2 separate regions of the Sus scrofa genome follow, and region 1 is linked to region 2. A link is a contact called in public HiChIP or PLAC-seq data. All regions are on one chromosome and are shown on one strand. Each heading gives the region's core, a stretch centred on a gene start, on an enhancer-like site or on the middle of the called end of the contact. The rest is flanking DNA. Distances are from core to core; before and after follow the strand shown.

Region 1 (4,135 bases), core at 246-2,745, 88 kb before region 2:
GAATCAGTGAAGAAGATATGATACATATATACAATGGAATGTTACTTGGTCATAAAAAAGAATAAAATAATGCCATTTGCAGCAACATGGCTGGACCTAGATGTTATCATATTGAATGAAGTGAGTCAGAGAAAGACAAACATCATATGAGATCACTTATATGTGGAATCTAAAAAAATGATACAAATGAACTTATTTGCAGAACAGAAACAGACTCATAAACTTTGAAAACAAACTTATAGTTACCCAAGGGGACAGCGCGGGGGAGGGATGGACTGGGGGTTTGGGATTGGCATATGCAGAGATATATGGAATGACTGGTCAATGGGGACCTGCTGTACAGCACAGGGAACTCTACTTAATATTCTGTAATCATCTCTGTGGGAAAATAATCAGAAAAAGAATGGACGTGTGTGCATATACAACTGAATCACTGTTGTACAGCAGAAATTATCACAACATTGTAAATCAACTATACTTCAATAAACTTTTTTTAAAAAAGGTGAAGCGTGAAAGTAAAAAGAAGCCCTGGCAGGATACATAAGAAACTAATAAAAGTGGTTACACGCAGGGATGGGGATGCGTGCGCTCCCTTTCAAGAGTGGGAGTGAGACTTCTCAGCATATATATTTTTAATATCATTTCAAGTTATGAATAATGTAAATGTATTACCTGCCTTTTAAAAAAAGGACACAGTCTAGGTCTGCAGACTGTTTAAACATGGAGTGGGAACATCAATGACAAAGCTTAAGCTTATTAGGCAAAATGCTAATTTCTAAAAAAATAGAGCCAGTGTCCTAAATGAAGGCCAGACATATGGGTCTAAGGTTGCCAGTTGCAAAGGCCCTTTCCTCGCAAGGAGCTGTTTGTGGCTGCCCGTCTGGACTGTGGGATCGTGAGTGTGAAGTTTTGAAAAACCAATTTGGCTCCAAGGGGCCTCCAGAGGGCTGGCTGTTTTGCAAGCCTCTGGCCCTTCCTCTCTGTATGCTGACTCTCAGACTGTTTGTGACCAGCAGCGCCTCACGAGCTCTGCTGCGAAGGTGCCCTGTCAGACAGGAAGCAGGGGGATTGTATATTGTAGACCTGAGTCCTAATAAATAAATTCAGAGGCCGATATCACGCTGTATAATGGGGTGTGGGAAAAGAGTAATAAAGATCAGGCAACAGAGTCTTCCCAGAAGCCTGGGAAGAGGGCAGAAGTTGGAGAGAAGTTGAACCTGGGCCAAATGGTAGGAGCCAAAGATGCAGTTGTCGGCCACAGGCAGTGGCATTTGTGCTAAGCTCATCCCAGATGCCGCCTCGAAGGCAGGACACGCGAGACTGAAAACTAAGAAGATGGGCTGCAGCAAAATACTGTCGCTTCATTTTAAAGCCAACCCGAAAGTGAAAACTTTGGCACTCCTGTTGTGGCTCAGCTTGTTAAGAACCCAATTTAGTGTCCGTGAGGATGCTGGTTTGATCCCTGGCCTCAGTGGGTTAATGATCCCGCGTGGCTGTGGCTGTGGCGTAGGCCGGCAGTTGCAGCCCTGACTCAACCCCTAGCCTCGGAACTTCTGTATGCTGCAGGTGCGGCCATAAAAAGAAAAAAGTGAAATCTTTAGACTGCCCCCTCCCCTTTCTTGTCACTGTGATGTCGGCTAATTTATGGGGCTTGATGGTAGAAAGTGTGTGGAATCATCCGAAGGTTGCAACAATCTTTACTTTCTGGGTAAAGTCTCCCGTGTATTGTAGGATTCCTTCTCCCTCTTCCTGATCCTTTCCTGTGTGGAAACTGCTGAGATGGGTGAGACTGAACAGCTCTCAGGTTCTTTCTCAAAGTCTATGAAATGTCTTGGCTTAAGGGAACTGGATTTCAGAGCTTAAATCCCCGAGGGGTGTTTCAACAAGACGAGGGGTTGGGCTGGCTGGTGCAGTTTAAAAAATGAAAGTCAATGGCTCCTTTTTAAAATTTAAAGAGAGAAAAAAGGGTGTCCTGACAGGCCAAAACTATCTCCCGATTTTTCCAGGTCTCCTAAATGTGATAGGTGTGAAACTGGCGGGAATAAAATGTGGAAACAGGAAGAGACCAAATTAATTGAATCTTTGAGGTTCAAATTTCATGAGCTCATGAGAGTGCTATGGTCCTTGGAGAAGGTGGAATAAATGCAAGAAGCTGAAACCTTTTTGTTCATGCAGAGTTTATTTCCTCAAACATGGCTTATTCACTGTAAAACTAACAGTCTGTGTTGAAAGACCATCTCGTGAAACATTTCAGGTAGAAGAAGAATGTTTTATGCAATCATATCTCCCCATGAGGAAATCCATCCAAAGCTCAAATGATTCACACACAAAAAAGTTCATGGAATTGTTCATGTCTGAACTCAAAATTCTCCAGAGACATATTAGCTTGTTTGATAAACCAGAAAGAGTGTGTTTTTTGTGCAAGTATTTTAATACAGGAAATATGAGTCTCGTCTGTATCTCTCCAAGTTCAAGTGTATGAGGGAGTTTTGAAGTAATATGCTGCTGCTTGAGTCCTCAAATATTAGTTAAAACAGATATATACCAAGACGTTACTGAGGAAACTGCTTCTTTGGTCTGTACACACTGAAGAAATGGCAAAAGTGCACGCTGTACATCTGCTAAAGAAAACAGAACTGAAGGAAGATGCTGAGAAACTGAAAATCATTTCCAAGATATTTCCCTGCGAAAATCTCCAACGATCCTGGATACACTGGTTTCATGTTTAAACCCAGCACTGCACATCACATTTTATAGCCAAGAACCGTGCCTACGGGGAGGCTCAGAACCAGTCTGACCGCTTTTCTGAGATTGGAAAAGGGGGAAATATCACCTTAGAGCATCTGCTTTTTAGTAGGCAGCCTTGGCACTCTGTGGGGACAGCACTCTGCCGAGAGGAGGGCCAGGCCAGGGGATGCTGGGGAGGGAGCACCGTCTCTTTTTCTGGCTCGGACCCCAGAGAACTCTCAGCTAATAAGTGCTTCGCATAGGAAGGCAATCTCTGTGGACTACTTGGATGGTAAATATTCTCCCAGTCAGCCTTTTAACAAAAAAGTCACCTGGAGAAACAGGCCCTTGTAACCCTTCCTCCCCTCTCAGGTGAATGTTTTAGAAAATGACCCCACAAAGCTGCAATGAGAAGGGAGAGGGAGGCAGCCTGGAGTGTCAGGAAGGATGCCCACCCCTTCCCCCCCCCCCCCCGCCCGAGAACAAGAAGCTGAGAAGCTGCTGCAGTGGCAGCCATGCTTCTGCCCTGAGGTTCTCAGTGGGACATCAGATCCCGTCCCAGGAGATTCCAGATGTCCCAGGAGGAATGCAGGAGGTAGCAGCTCAGATCCAGACTTCAGGCAGGTGCTGCCCTAGTGTGCCTTGGGTCTCTCACAGAGAAGGAGAGGAGAGGAGCAAAGGACAAGAGAATGAGGGGAGGCCCATAGGGGAAGCCACGTGTGCCAAAATGTTCCTGATCAGGAGATGAGGGCAAACAGTGAGAGAGATTCAAAGTAACAAGTAACAATGAAAATGTGAAGAAGCAGGGCTGTTGGGTTTTTTTTTTTTCTTTTCTGCTTTTTAGGGCCACTCCCATGGTATATGGAGGTTCCCAGGCTAGAGTCCAATCCTACGCCACGGCCACAAGAAGGATCTGAGTCATGTCTGCGACCTACACCACAGCTCATGGCAAGAGAGATCCTTAACCCACTGAGCAAGGCCAGGAATTGAACCCCCCACAACCTCATGGTTATCAGTCAGGTTCATTTCTGCTGCACCACAAAGGGAACTCCTTTTTATTTTTTAGAAGCAGGGTTACTTATGGCAGGATCTAACATCCAAAGCCAGCTCCTCTGATTTTGTCTCAGCTTGTGGCTCATCATGCTTAATTTAATGGAAAATCCCTAGGGAGGTGAGCATCTGAAACTCAAATTCCAGGAAGTAAATGTCTCCCCTCCATCAGGGATCTGGCAGCTGGGTTCCCCTCATTCTCGGTCATGGCGAGTTCTGCAGCACCTTCCAAGCCAAGGGCTGCCCACTGGCACCCCACCTTCTCTTTGTCTTCGTCCTATTTCCCTTTATTTCTTTTCAACCCTCAACTTTGTCTGAAATTTGAAGCTCAAGATTCATTTAAAAAAAAAAATGAACT
Region 2 (4,122 bases), core at 542-3,041:
GTTCCCCTGGGGGTGGAGGAGGGCACGGACCAGGACATAGGGTGGGGAGGAGATCTGGGGGGAAATTTGCCCTGTTTTGACAGCTTTAGTTTGCCATACTCAGTACCAGACATTGACTTGAGTAACTGAGGTCCCTGCCCTCTGCCCCGTACTTTGGGGGCCCCATTCCTGCCCCTCCTGGATCAGAGCACTTCCCATGAGGCAATGAGAAGTCTGTAGGACCACGAGGCTGTGCCCACCTAGTTCCAGTGACACCTCACTCTAGTCTTGCTCTAGATAATTGAACCTGGAAATGCCACACCCAAATGGCCCCTACCTATGGCCTCTGCCCAGGTCTGTCCTCCCGAGGGTGGCCAATATGCACACTCCTGGCTGCAGGCAGTGGCCAAGTGGCATGCAGAGATGGAGCTTGGACGTGCATCCAAGCTGTTGAGTTGTCTGTGCATGGGTGTATGCGAGGCCTCCCACTGTGCAGGACAGAGGAGGGTTTGGAAGAGAAAGACTCTCCATTCGTCCCCCATAGGTATCAAGGACAGACCTGGAGGTAACCTGTGGGGTCCTTTTCTTACAGTTCTGGAATCTTTTCCACACCAATCACAATATCTGCAACCCCACCTCTGAGCAAAGAACAGCAAGAAAGGGAGGCTGAGTGCATGCATCTCAAGTGACTCCAGAAAGATAAAGACACACCTTGATGCCCCGCAGGTAGCATGAAAGACAAAAGGAGGGGCCACCTCTCTTTCTGGCCTGTAGTCCTAACTCAGGCTCCTCTGCAGAATCTTTACATCTTTCATGAAAACCAGTAGGTCTCCCCCGTACCTCTGCTCTGATGACAAGGCAGCCCCTTTTCCTGGGGAGAAAAGCCACCTGGATTATCCCCCCCACACACACCCATGTCTGGCTGCCTCGTCATCTTTTTAATAATCTCATAGGAAAATATATTGTTTTTCATTTGCCTCTTAGTTCCTCCCTCCTCTAGCAATTTCTTCTTTCTCCCTCTGAAACCTTATTTTTGCTGTATGGAACCCTGGGCTATAGATTGCCTTAAAAACATGCACTGTAAAGTAAACACATATGGCTGTATCTCTGAATTGTCCAGATCAGGTCCAGCTGTAGAACTTCACCCTTCCAGCTGTTTCCTTGTGAACAGCCCAACAACTGCAGGATCCTGGCTTAAAAGCTACTGTTACTGGTCAGGAGCTCCACGGACACGGTTCACCTTAGATCACCATGAAGAATCGGAGCAGCCCAGGTCAATGGCCCAGGCCCAGGCCCCTGACAAAGCAGGCAGGGTACTGCTGCAGCCCAGGGGCAGGGTGGGGGGAGGGCAGAGAGTGACCCCAGGCTGCCAGAAGCTACCTGACACCTGTGTCCCCGGGGTGTTTCATAAGCCCCAACAGCTCCATAGTTTTAGGGGAAGCGGGGGCTCCCATTACTGTACCAGCCCGTCACCTTCCCTGGAAAGTAACTCCCACCCCACTTTGAACTTTGTCCCCGGTGAAGGAGGGGAGGTGACTGCATATGTCAAAAAAGGTCCAGTCTGGCCTCAAAGAAAGGGCTGCACTGTCTCCCTCTCACAGAGCCCTCTGCAGTTCCTTTTAATCCGCTTACTCGGTGCTCCCCTCAGGTGGGGGGAGCACAGATCCCTCTGTCAACAGCTCTATCTAGAGCAGCCCCGGGGCCAGCCCAGCCTTCACCCTGGCCCCTCGGCCTGCTCGGCGCTCCCTGACCCCGGGACTCAGCTGTGAGAATCAATCATCTCCTTCCAGAACTCATCATTCAGCAGCTGCGGGGCCTCAGCTATTTTTACTGCCCTGGGAAACCCGTGGCCAAGGACGTGCTGGGCTACCTTTGCAGGAGGTGTTGCTGCAGAAAGAAGCCACGGGTTGTCAGGGCAGCTGAGCCTCTGCCTCAAGGTTAAACCCAAAGTGTCTGCCCTAGAACAGGAGAGCACTTGACCTTCCGCTGTGCTGCAACATGAAGGCTTATGTGGGGGAAGCAGAGGGGACCGGCCCAGGGCTGAGGTAGAAGGGAGGGGGAGGGGAGCGGGGTAGACACATGTGTGCCTGGGCTTCTCCTACCCAACAGGGGTGTCAGAAATCATAACAGCTCAGGCACCTGCGCTGCCCCCGCCAAGAAACACCCTTCAACAACCAACACACACAGGGAGCCTTCTATGCGCTGGCCTGGCTCTGGGCCTGGCAGTTCAGGATCTGCCCTGGAGCTGGCCAGCATCTAGAGAGGCCAAATCTCACAGAGCATCACCAAACCCACAAAGAGAGCTTCCCGGTCAGTCCACCCATCACCCTGTTCTTTGCCAGCCTGAGTTTATAACTCTCTTGGTTCCCAGGGGAGGAACCCACGGGGTGAAGGAGCAGGTGATGCAAAGCATTTTAGATTTGCAAAGGTTCATCCGACACCCTAAACAAGCTCCTTCAGCACAGTCCTCTGAGGTAAGTCAGTATTTTTAGTCTGTTTAAAAATAGTCTGGACGGCCAGCAGCTCGGCTGCCTGTGCACACGTGTGCTTTGCTGAGTGGGAAGAGCAGAACTTACCGAGGAGGTCCTATCAGCCACAGGTGGGACAGGTCTCAGGCTCCCTCTATGTCTCCCATCTCCAGAAAGGAAAGAAGGTGGTCTGGAAAGGAAAGATGAGGTCTGAGGCTCTGCTGTTTGCACCTCTGTGACCTCTTGGGTGGCAGGGAAGCAGAACCATGAAAAACTCTGATGGAGGGATGGGTGATGGGGTGGCTGATGGTCTGGATCCCATTCAGGCTCCAATGAGGTGAGTCCAGATCCAGTTCTCCCTGAGCTGGGGAACAGGCTGGTGTGCCATTGCCTCCCTGGTCTGTTGAGGAGGAGCTGGGAGGCTAAAGGCTCAGATTCAAGGTGGAAAGGGAGATACTCATGGAACGTTATGTCTCTCAGAGCAGGAGGCAGGCGTGAGGGCTGCTTGGGTTACGTGAGACAGTGTGTGACCTCGCCTGGGTGGGGCAGCAGCATGAGGTCCTGAGAGGTTTGTGAACCACCCCAGGGCCCTGGAGTCCAGTCAGGCCCAAGACCTCCCTCCGTGCCCCAGGCTCTCTGTGGCTGTGATCGACCAGGCACTTTACTGCTCTGAAATAGTCTCTCCCACAATCAAAGCCAAATTAGCAAATCATTTAAAGAATAAGTCACTTGACACTTTCATTTACAGCTGGGGAGTGTGCAAATTGACATACCTAACCTTTCTGGAGGACAATTTGGCAATTAGTATTAGACCTTAAAAACATTCACAAGAGCTAATCGTTTCTGCTTTATACACTTCCCCAAAGCAAAGGATGCCCAACAACTGCGGAATAGTGAAATGGATGCATTTACGTAATGAAGTACTGGGTTGTTACATATTTAATACGGTGGGAAAGTGCTAAAAATGTAATGGCCAATTTGAAAAGGCAGAATAAAGACTGTATATAGACTATGATCTCAAGATTTTTATTATTGTAACAGTTTCTAGAAGAACAAAGGTCCCTAAGAAAATTCCTGGGAGTTCCCGTTGTGGCTCAGCTGGTTAAGAACCCAGCGAATATCCATGAGCATGAGGGTTCAATCCCTGGCCTTGCTCAGTGGGTTAAGGATCTGGCATTGCCATGAGCTGTGGTATAGGTCGCAGATGCAGCTCAGATCTGGCATTGCTGTGGCTGTGGTGTAGGCCAGCAGCTGCAGCTCCAGTTCAACCCCTAGCCTGGGAACTTCTATGTGCCACGCATGTGGCCCTAAAAGAAAAAAGTGCTTTGGGTAAGTGGACATTTGGGGCCGAAATCCAGTTAAAAGCTTAACATTCACCAAGGTTCGTGAAATACAGAACAGAATTTAAATGGCTGTAGAAATAGATGTTTGGAGATTGAAGTAACCCTGAGGACATAAGGCCCCTGCAATTCACAGAAACACGGGGGAGGCCTTGGCCTTCTGGAGAGTGTGTAGCGGGGTTGAGCTTTTCCAGCAACACGAGGGACTGGGAATTCCTGGCTGATGTCTGATTTGTGTGTAAACGTACATACACATACATGCACATGGGACTGAAAGAAGAGGTACCAGGATTTCAGCAGTGGTTACTCTTGGGTATAGGGATTATGATTATGTT

What was found. HiChIP or PLAC-seq counts read pairs in DNA pulled down with a chosen protein or histone mark.
Region 1: an H3K27ac HiChIP or PLAC-seq map of skeletal muscle shows a contact between it and region 2. The contact joins two enhancer-like sites. A contact is called at or near these places in 4 of 47 Hi-C or Micro-C datasets (fetal skeletal muscle, omental adipose tissue, psoas muscle and 1 more) and 1 of 2 datasets of contacts at active chromatin or transcription factors (skeletal muscle).

What each region holds. Positions count from the first base shown.
Region 1 is chr1:190,121,016-190,125,150 of Sscrofa11.1, reverse strand. No RefSeq gene overlaps it. Among named protein-coding and RNA genes, the nearest start is that of TMEM30B, 49 kb to the left of the region's middle. Within about 2 kb of position 1,495, at least 4 of the 83 cell types and tissues checked have an H3K27ac peak or open chromatin away from gene starts, as enhancers often do. A contact at or near this core is called in fetal skeletal muscle and skeletal muscle, where this site is marked.
Region 2 is chr1:190,033,145-190,037,266 of Sscrofa11.1, reverse strand. No RefSeq gene overlaps it. Among named protein-coding and RNA genes, the nearest start is that of SLC38A6, 110 kb to the right of the region's middle. Within about 2 kb of position 1,791, at least 8 of the 83 cell types and tissues checked have an H3K27ac peak or open chromatin away from gene starts, as enhancers often do. A contact at or near this core is called in fetal skeletal muscle and skeletal muscle, where this site is marked.